Linked DNA regions of Mus musculus: region 2 is linked to region 1. Evidence: chromatin contacts called from public Hi-C data. All regions are on one chromosome and are shown on one strand. Each heading gives the region's core, a stretch centred on a gene start, on an enhancer-like site or on the middle of the called end of the contact. The rest is flanking DNA. Distances are from core to core; before and after follow the strand shown.

Region 1 (4,979 bases), core at 1,054-3,553:
TGGCCCATATTGTAATTCTTGCCATCTAGGGAGAGACCAGTGTTCCTCATGATGCTGGGAATCCCCTAGAAAAATAACTTTTCACAGTCATGCTGAGAGCAGTCTTCTCTGGACCACCCCACAGAGATGAACAGACATGCTGGAATAATCTAGTGGAACATTCCAGTCTCTCTGAGGAGTGACACTTTCCTCTATGACCCCCAAACAGTTCTAGGCTTTGACTTTGTGGCGGTCACCTTATGGCCCATGCTTAGCCAACCAGCTAAGCTGAGCTTCTCTAGCAACTCTAGAAAACAGAGTCTAGAATCTGCTTAGCATTGCTAACCAACAAATCCAACCTATCCAGTCTGATTTCTCTGCAGTTATGCCTCATGTCTAATGATGCGTTGGATGCAAGGTTTAGATGGGGTAGGCATCATTCAGGCGAGAAAGCTGTTTCAGCCTCTTCTAGCACTTACCCCCATGCTTTTGGGAGCTGACTTTCCTAGGTCTCAGATGTAATTTCTGCTCATCTGGAGGAAATTCCATCAGTCTCCACGTGGAGGCAGACTTGCACCACTCAGGGTGCGGAGGCTCTGGAAAAGCCAAACTGGTCTTGGGTCCCGAGGAAAGGAACTTTTGCTCCCCCACCTCCAAGCCTTGGGCAGGGCTGCATTCCCACTTCTCTTTGGCTTGGACAATTTGCCCATCCAGACTGGGCTTCAGTTTGTTTGTTTGTTTGTTTTTTCCAAAGGAATTGATCAGAGAAATACATAATGTGGGCCTCAGACTTGGCTTTGGAGCAAGCTTGGGAGACCCAGCTATGCCTGTCCTGATTCCAGATGGAGAAACTAAAACTTGGAATGCACACACACAGGATGGTGGGGAGGTGTCGCCGGCCAGTTTTGGAGTGTTTTGATCCTGTTCTAGTACCTTGACTGACATGCACAAACTGAACTGGGGTCTACAGCTCCAGAGGACTCTGGGGTGCTAGGGAATGCCCTGGGCTTGTGGCTTGGTACATAGTTATGTTTTGGGTCTCTAGTAAGTGCTGTGGTGGACCAGTCACCTCCCATTGCATATGTATTGTGCATACATGCAATTCCACATGCGATGATTAATGTTGACTGTCAAGTTGATAGGATCCAGTGTCACTTATGAGACAAATGTCTAGGCATGTCCTCGAGGAGTTTTCTAGATTGTGTTTGTCCAGGTAGGAGGAGCCACCTTGAAACTGGTCAGTACCGTCTCACGGGCTGGGGTGCTAGCCTAAATAAGGAGAAAGTGGGCTGAGCTCTGTCTGCATCCTCGGCACGGATGCCATGTGACCTTCCCTCCTAGCTCTGATGACTGTGAGCCCCACCAGCACCATCCCTTCTTGAAGTTGGTCTTGTCAGGTCTTTGTTATATAGCAACTAGGAAATGCCCTGGGGATTTTTTTCATACTACCCAGGAAATGTGAGCCATGAAGCCCAATTCACTCACCAGATTCTCTGAGGACATAGTTTGTATTTTTGTAAACCTGATCATCTTTTTTTAAAAAGATTTATAGATTTATTATATGTAAGTACACTGTAGCTGTCTTCAGACACTCCAGAAGAGGGAGTCAGATCTTGTGTCAGATCTTGTTACAGATGGCTGTGAGCCACCATGTGGTTGCTGGGATTTGAACTCAGGACCTTTGGAAGAACAGTCAGGACTCAACCACTGAGCCATCTCTCCAGCACCATGTTTTGTTTTGTTTTGTTTTGTTTTGTTTTGTTTTGTTTTGTTTTGTTTTGTTTTTGTGAATGGCCCTGGAAAGATACAACCAACCAGTCAGTGGCTTTGAAGACTCACAGGGCTGGGCTGAAATTTTTGGTGTGTATGACTGGCTCAGGTGGACACCTCTGACTATTCCAGTGTCTTGCAGATAGGCTACTGCTCAGACTGTGTGTTGCTTTTCCTGTGTCTCAATGAGACTGGTGTCAATTTTAAAGTAGCTGCTGCCTGCTGGAGCCAGAGATCTGGCAAATTAGCTTTTTATTTCTCATGGCAGAGGATGACTGAGGCCAAGCTCTCTCTGGGAGATGCCCCTATGAGTGACTAAGGCTGTGTCCCTCTGGGGGATGCCCTTGTGCTTCTAGTTTAGCCTTCCCTGGATGCTCTTCTGTTTCTATAGGGAGGTGAATGACCATCCAGCGGGGTGAGCCTTCTCCTTGGGGCCCTCTATTAATAAAACAACCACTGACCCCCGGACGTGCAGGCACATGAGGGGACACAGTATTCCCAGGGTCGGCGTCGGTCCAGAGACCTTTCGTGCCTGACCCAGCCGCCTCTAGAGTGCTTCCATCCTGCTCTGGCCCCTTGGCTGAAGGACCGGAAGTTCTGCATGGTCCAAGCTGGGGCTGCTCTTCCTCCAATATATAAATAACCTACTACCAGCTCCCTGGGAGAGTCCTAAGGGCCTGAAGGAGGGAGGGACAGAGCCCCAGGCCCTTGAGACTAGGCATGACTCAGAGTAAGTCATCTGCTTTTCAGGTTGTTCCAGAGCCTTCTTGGGCTCCCCTGGTGTCCTGTGCTGTTGCAGAACCCCGAGGCAGCCTGGATGAGGGCACTCGCTCTGTTTCTCTTTCATCAGTTGTTTCTGTGGAATCGGAGGCTATTGGCTGGGGATGGACAAGGAGACAACTTTCTTCTCATTCTGGAGGTCTAGCTGTGCTGGAGAAGTGGAAGGCTGAGATTCAGGGCAGGGACCAAATTTCTATCATCCGCCTAGAGCAGTGTTCTCAACCTTTTACTGTCGTGGCCCTTTACAGCAGTTCCTTCTGTTGTGGTGACCCCAACTATAAAATTATTTTCATCGCTACTTCATAACTGTAATTTTGCTACTGTTCTGAATCATTATGTACATATCTGTTTCCTGGTGGTCTTAGGTGACCCTCAGAGGGGTCACACCCCGCAGGTTGAGAACCACTGATCTAGAGGCACATGCTGTGCTCGGTTGAAGCTCCCCAAGAGGGATCCTCCTGAGTACCCCAATCCTGACTCGGTGACACTGACCTTGTCCTATGGTCCCTGGTAGCCTTTGCTCTTTCTGTTGAACTGGGGTCTGCCTTTTTTGTCTGCCCTCTGCCAGTACCACACTCACTGAGCCACAGGGGAAGAGTCAGCCAGACTGACTGTATGTGCGTGGGGTTCTAGGATACCTGCTGTCACCGGCCACAGCTGGACACTTGGGTGCTCAGAAACCTGAAGTGAAGGCAAAATGGACCTGGTTCTGCCCACCTAAGCTTCCCTGGGCCCCAAGCTCCAGACAGCGAAATCTGCAGCTCAGGGCCCAGGCTCATGTTCAGAACACCACATCCAGGCTGGGCCCCTGTTTTACTTGGAGCAGATAAAGGTTTCTGAGCAGCCTGATACTGCATCACTGAAATTCCACGAACTGAAACTGGATGGCTCAAAACAAATTTCCCTGTTCTGGAGGTCAGAGTTCGATATCAAGGCATGGGGGGGCATGGAATGTCGGGGTGGGGGTGGGGCTGCTGACTCTTCCCAAGGCTCCTAGTGAGATGGTTCCTCCTGTCTCCCAGATAGTCCTGGGGTTGAGAATGTGTCAATAAATTTCCTTTTCCTTCTCTCAAGGCCTCCTCTTGCTCCCCTGTGTCTTGTGTGTCTCCTATAGTGGCACTTGTCATTGGATTTCAGGCCTTCGATCCACTGATCTCTTTTGATGATCCTGTCCCCATTTACATTTGCAGAGTATCTTTTCCCAAACAAGGGCAGTCGTAAGTTTCAAGGAATATGTCTTTGAAGGGGGCAACATTCAGTCCACTACTCTCTGTACCTCCATTTTCACATATGTGTCCTCTGTTAAGGGGTGCAGTCAGTGATGTGGCTACAATTCTACATCCCTTCCTATAGGTCTGGCCTTGCAGGTGGAGTGGCTTCTTCCCACAAGTCAGGACCCAGTGCTAGTTTTCTGTGACCAGACCCTGTTTGGGAAAGGCAGGAGATACTTGCTGGGGGCTGCCTTTTCCAGTCTGGGGGAAGTCTTGAAGAGTACAGCTGTGACTATATATAACTCTAGGGGCTCCTGGGCCAAGTAACCTAGGCTCATTCCATGTTTCACAAGCAAGCTGCCCATTGACCCAAGTGGAGCTTTGAGGTACATAGCCTGGTAGGCCACCAGCCCTGCATAGCCATCCTGGGCTCCACCCTTCCTTCCCTGCTAGAATGTTTAACTTTTCCCACCTTAGGGTCTCTATCCATGCAGTTGTACCCTTTCAGGATGCCTTCTGGGCTGATCTTTCAGCCATCCCTTGGCTAGCTATTTCCCTGTCCACTGGGCCTCCACTAGGCACTGCAGGGGTCTTTTGGCAAATGTAGGATCCAAGGACCATCAGGACCACAGCTGGAGCAGGGTGATAGCAGCTGGGAACCAAGATAACATGGAGACCTGGTCAGGCTTACACAGGTGCTGCCCATGAACTTCCGGGCTGTCCCACAAGGGGCTAGTGCTTCGATGGAAGGTGCAGAGGACAAAGCAGGCTGAAGACCCTTTGTAGGCCCACTGTATGCTGGCTTCTAGGGAGGTTGAAATGGTGTAACTTCTTCAGCCAGAAGCCATGCTTCAAGTGGGGGTGAATATGACAGCTTGCTCTTCATGCAGCTGAGCACCCAGGCGACCCCCCTTTTTGACAGACAACATCTTAAAGAGGCAAAGCCATTACTCTAGGATCTACTAGAAGAGCCTGGATTCAGGCCTCCTCATTAGTGTAGAGAGCCCACACTAGGCTAGAAGGTGGAAGCTGCTTAACAAACACTCTCCAAAACCCAGCCGCCTGGGGACTGTTTTCCTAGGTTCAGCTCCCAGGACACACTGCTGTGGCCTTGGGGTCCAGCCCGGCTTCCGGATGACTCAAATCCTCCTCGAGGTGGCAGTTTTGCAGACATGCAGAATCCAAGTGTTTACAGGGTCGTGGAGGTTTGCACCAAAGATCCAGAAAGTCACTGTGTAG
Region 2 (4,862 bases), core at 83-2,582, 650 kb after region 1:
GTAATTCGCTGGCATCTGACCCAAACTGGAGGCACCAATGAATGCCATGCATTAACCAGAGAAACAACTCCAATTGACTTCTTGAGCCAGCAGGGCTCACGCCCAGCACTCGGGCCAGGGTCATCTTGGCTGTTGACGTTTTCTCTGCAAATGAGGACTGAACACAGAGAGACAAGCCCCCGGAAGATGTCATATCCCTCTTGGCAGACCCCAGGAGGCCTGCCTTTGTTCTGACATCTCTTCCTGGTCTATAATTGACCAGGTGGGAAAGAGCGCAGGGGTAGGGGGCTGCGAATAGGCTGGCTTTCCCTGCCCGGGACTGGAACAACTTGGAGGAATGCCTGCAGAAACTGGCTTTCCTCAGCTTAGAGGGCTTGCTTCAAAGTCAAAAGCACTATGAAGTTGTGTTTGCCGGCTGTTCTGTTTTGCTGAGACTTACAAGTCTTGGCACAGATACTGCTGAAGCTTGCCTGGCCCTGATCTGGGTCCCTGCGAGGGACCCCTGTCCATCTAAGCCTACAGCATAGACGCCAGATACTCTAACCCCGCCCCTCCCCGCCCCCCGTGCATGTACCATACCCCACAATCATGGGTGTGGCCCCTCTAGTTCCTCCTGAGCCCTATGCTTCCAGCAGCTCCTGACGGTAGGTTGGCACACTCTCTCTCCTTCATCCTCTACTGTGCACAGCAGGCATACCGCCCCCCTCCAGTCCCTCTCTGTTTAAACCTGCTCCCACAAGCCCAGGGTGTTCCCCCGCTAGGACTTCCAACTGTCCCCTCCTTCTGAGGTAGTTGTCCAAGGTTCCCAGCAGTGTCTCTCACTTTGTAGCTACCTCTTTACTCCTGCGCTGACACTGGAGACTCCACCCAAGCTACTCTTTCCTGCTGGGGCTCAGGAGACACCCCAAACTGACTGGACTTAGTCCACCAGGGAAGGCAAGCCCAGCAGCAGGGGAGGAGACCCTTGACCACAAGCAGGCCGGGCCTGGGCGAGACAAAACCGTGAGGGTGACCGAGAGAGCTGGGCGAGGGGGTGTTCTGTGGATGGGTGCCATGCGAGATTCTTGAGGTTTTATATTTTTTTTTTACGATTTGTGGCGGCGTTTTATCCGTCCTCCTGGGTGACCCTAACTCTTCGGCCGACCGGTTTGCAGACCTCGCTGCCTGCAGCCAGGGGGCGTCGCGGAGCCGGAGCTCGGAGGAAAAATCCACCCATTTCCTGGGCAGATTGCGTCGGCCGCCGCCCGGCCTTGTCCCCGCCCCCCGGCCGCGGCCCCCGCGCACAGCCCGCGCCGCGCTCAGAACCCGGTGGCCCTTCTCGAGAGCGGAGCGCGCGGGGACGCTGCAGCGGCGGGCAGCGCGGGCAGGCAGCGCGCGCCGGGCAGGGCCGCCTGGTCACCTCCCGGCGCCGGGGCGGCGCGGCGATGGCCAGTGCGCACAGGGAGGCAGAGACCGGCGGGCGGCGGCGGGCAGAGGGGGCGCGGGGACGCGGCCGGGCGCCCCTGCCCGCCGTGGTGCCCGCCGCCTGAGGCTGCCCGGGGCGCGGGAGCCGGCGCCGGCGCGGCGCGGGCGCAGGAGGCCACTCGAGGCGCGATGTCGGTGCCGCTGCTGAAGATCGGGGTCGTGCTAAGCACCATGGCCATGATCACCAACTGGATGTCCCAGACGCTGCCCTCGCTGGTGGGCCTCAATACCACCCGGCTTTCGGCCGCCAGCGGCGGGACGCTGGACCGCAGCACCGGCGTAAGTGCGCCCGCCTTGAGCCCTCGCGGCCCCTCCTCCCTCCTGCCTCCTCTCGGGTCGAGCCCCGGGCTGGCCCGGCGGTGCGGCACAGGATGGGGTCACCCTGGGAGGGAGGGTTACAAGGGCCGGGGTCACGAGCCCACCCTCTGCCCTGCAGCCAAGCAGTGCCTTCAGCTGCGGCCGCCACTCGCACTCTGGCGTTTCGGGGCGATGCTTTTTGCTCCCAGTCCCCCGGAGGGGCTTGAGGACACCTGCTTTGGTGATGGTGGGAGGGGTTCAAAGTCCAGAGTCCTCGTTCACTAATATTAGAAAATCTTTCTTTGCAAAGCTTAGGAAACTGAAGCTAGGGACTTGGGGACTTAGCCAAGGTCACTCAGCAAGTAAGGGGTGGAGGTGCTGCTTAAAACCCTTTGTGGGCTAGGTCCAGCCAGGACTCAGCTCGCCCTACTTTGTAAAAGACGGACTGGACCAGTGCAGAGTGGGGCCCAAGGCAAAAGACCAGAGCTTGTGATCTCACCTGAGCCCCCCAAATCCCAAGGGACCCTTCCGGTCTCATCTCGGTTGGAAGATCTCAGCGTGCACTCTGGAGGAGGTTGAGAGGAGCTGGGCGGGACCCAGCTGCCGATCTGTCTTCACCCACCCCTCTCTACTGGCCTCTGACACGGAAATCGAATCTCCATGTCATCGGCAGCCTGCGGATGGGGAGCTATGGCTGGGGGTTGGGTGGAGGGTCTGGATAAGGCTGACTTCCATGATAGATGGAGCAGGCTGAGCAGAGACCACCCTTAAGTCAGGGGCCACTGGAAAGGGACCCTGGCATAACCTTCTCAGTGGAAAGGACAGGTGAGGGACCATTCTCCTCCAGTTTGATCCCAAGAGCTGGGTGGTGTGACCCACCACCACCACCACCACCATCTATCACTCTTGTAGGGTCTGCCTCTCCTGTTGTTTTAAAAAGAGTTTTCCTAGTGCCCTGGTACTGGGAGTGGTGTCCCACTCCTTAAATCCCAGAGGCAGGTGGGTCTCTGTGAGTTTGAGGCCAGCCTGGTCTACAGAGTGAGTTCCCTGACATTCAGAGCTGCGTAATGAGACTCTGTCTCAAAAAAAAAAAAAAAAAAAAAAAAGCCAAACAAAAATATCACCATGAGTTTCCCTGATAAGGATTTTGGATGCTTGTGTCCTAAGCTGGATGAATGAAATGAAGTATAGCACTACCTGCTTCTCTGCCTTCTTCCCATCCTTATCTAAAAATAGCAGGGAAGTGCAGGATGCCAGGGAAGGGCTTGGAGACTGGGTAGGCTGCAGTGGCTGGAGGGCAGGGGTCATGGTGGTGTGTATGCAGGAGCCTTGGTGGCTTCTGCCCCTGCTGTGTATCTGAAGGTCAGGGTCATGGGTGGTATAGAAGGCCTGCAAGGTGAATCCAGCCACTCAGTTCTGGGTCCTTGGTGGTCTTTGGGCAAACCCTCAGGATTGAGGTTAAGGGTGACCCTTACACAATATATTTGTTGACATCCACCAAATGGCTAGTGCGTGGGGGAGCTTCATGGAGTTGGAAATCAACATCTGAGCCAGGCTGCTTTTGTTCGGGAGACAACACAGCTCTAGGGTTGCTGCTCTCAGTTCTTAGGTGCCGACTCAGGACTCATAACAATTGTGCTTGTCTCCAAGTGTTAGGGAACAGGAGCTCAAGGCTCGTCAGCATCTTGCTGGAAGAAGAGGGTATCTGATTCCCTAAGCCATTAGCTACTGGTTTCTTATATGGCCCCCTCACCCAACCTAGTGCATCGGCGGCCCCTCCCACCTCCCCCGGCATTAATTTGGTTAGAGGTCAAAACTCTGAGCACCCAGGGTTGAACATGCATTTTAAGGCACTGTTCCTCTCCAATTCTTTGAGACCTCAGCACCTGGGTACAGGTCTCCCTCATCCTCACATTCTCTCTTTCTCTCCTCGTGCCCTTCCCTGCCTGCCCTTCTCCAGGTGTTGCCCACCAACCCCGAGGAGAGCTGGCAGGTGTACAGCTCTGCCCAGGACAGTGAGGGCAGGTGTATCTGCACAGTGGTCGCCCCCCAGCAGACCATGTGTTCGCGGGATGCCCGCACAAAACAGCTGAGGCAGCTACTGGAGAAGGTGAGTCCGTGCAAGGGGTTGATGTGTGAGTTTGCACATGCAGAGTGCAGTGTGGCGGCCTGAGGCTTGGCTGGGCCTTCACTGGCATGGCCCACGCTCTAAACATTTGTGACTGAATGAATGGGCAGATGACCGAGTGGCTAGGAGAATGGAGAGAGGACAAGGGTGGCCCTGGTTGGGAGATGAGTACACCTGCTTCCTGGGCTCTGAGGGCTCTAGGAAGGAGCTTGTTGGGAAAGCCAGAAGCATGGCTCTCCTTCGTCACATGCCATCTCTCCTCTGAGCAATGCTCAGGGTCTGGTCCAAAGGCTCCACAATGCTGCCAGGGAAACGGTGGGTTCCTGATATATGGCACACAGGCTGTCCGTGGGGATGTCTCCGTCCCACCTGCCAAGTCCCCCCTGCCCGCATGGATGCTCCTAGTGGTTGCTTCCTAACAAGAGGGCAGCGATGTTTCTATGCACACATTCTGAGTCTTGTCTCACTTCATTGTCACAAGACCTGAGCACAGCTGGTGGCACTGGTCACTCCTCAGTTTGATGTCCCCAGGCTACACAGCTGGTTGGAAAGGGAGATGGTTCTAATCACTGAACCAGTATCTTCCTATTGGGATTCTGTTTCTTGCCAAGAGTACCTATAGGCTGCCCCCAGGGACCCCAGATTCTGCAGCTGACTTCACTATTACAGGTCCCTGGAGTGCTACCATGGGGAAAAGGGAAAATGAGGGGCTGTTCCGCCCTGCCCAACTCCCTCTCCCAAGAAAAGATGCCTCCAGGCATGAACCCTTCCTACTCAGAGACAGTGGATCACGTATCACGCATACACACACACACCCCAGAAAGCTGGGCTTTCCCTACTGATTGGCTTTGGACTTTTCAAGCCCTCACCTGTGTGAGATCTGCAGGGGCGAGGCATCCTCTGTAAACTTGAAGAGAAGCCCTGGGAACAGAAATCATCTTTGCAAAGGCAGAATGGCTTTGGAGCCCAGCCT

What was found. Hi-C and Micro-C count contacts between places; a contact is called where the count stands out from the background.
Region 2: a Hi-C map of liver shows a contact between it and region 1, with 5 times the contacts expected there. The contact joins the promoter of Olfm1 here to the enhancer-like site in region 1. A contact is called at or near these places in 20 of 39 promoter capture datasets (the 3T3-L1 cell line, 3T3-L1-derived adipocytes, the C10 cell line and 12 more), 30 of 484 Hi-C or Micro-C datasets (the HPC-7 cell line, the N1E-115 cell line, cerebellar granule neurons and 14 more), 7 of 115 datasets of contacts at active chromatin or transcription factors (SST interneurons, VIP interneurons, astrocytes and 3 more) and 2 of 9 other capture datasets (embryonic stem cells and liver).

What each region holds. Positions count from the first base shown.
Region 1 is chr2:27,552,263-27,557,241 of GRCm38.p6, forward strand. No RefSeq gene overlaps it. Among named protein-coding and RNA genes, the nearest start is that of Gm13421, 14 kb to the left of the region's middle. Within about 2 kb of position 2,304, at least 32 of the 459 cell types and tissues checked have an H3K27ac peak or open chromatin away from gene starts, as enhancers often do. A contact at or near this core is called in 3T3-L1-derived adipocytes, liver and trophoblast stem cells, where this site is marked.
Region 2 is chr2:28,204,357-28,209,218 of GRCm38.p6, forward strand. It overlaps Olfm1 (olfactomedin 1), which reads left to right and starts at 1,333. Exons shown (of 6, transcript NM_019498.2): 1 at 1,333-1,743; 2 at 3,722-3,871. The coding sequence starts at 1,594.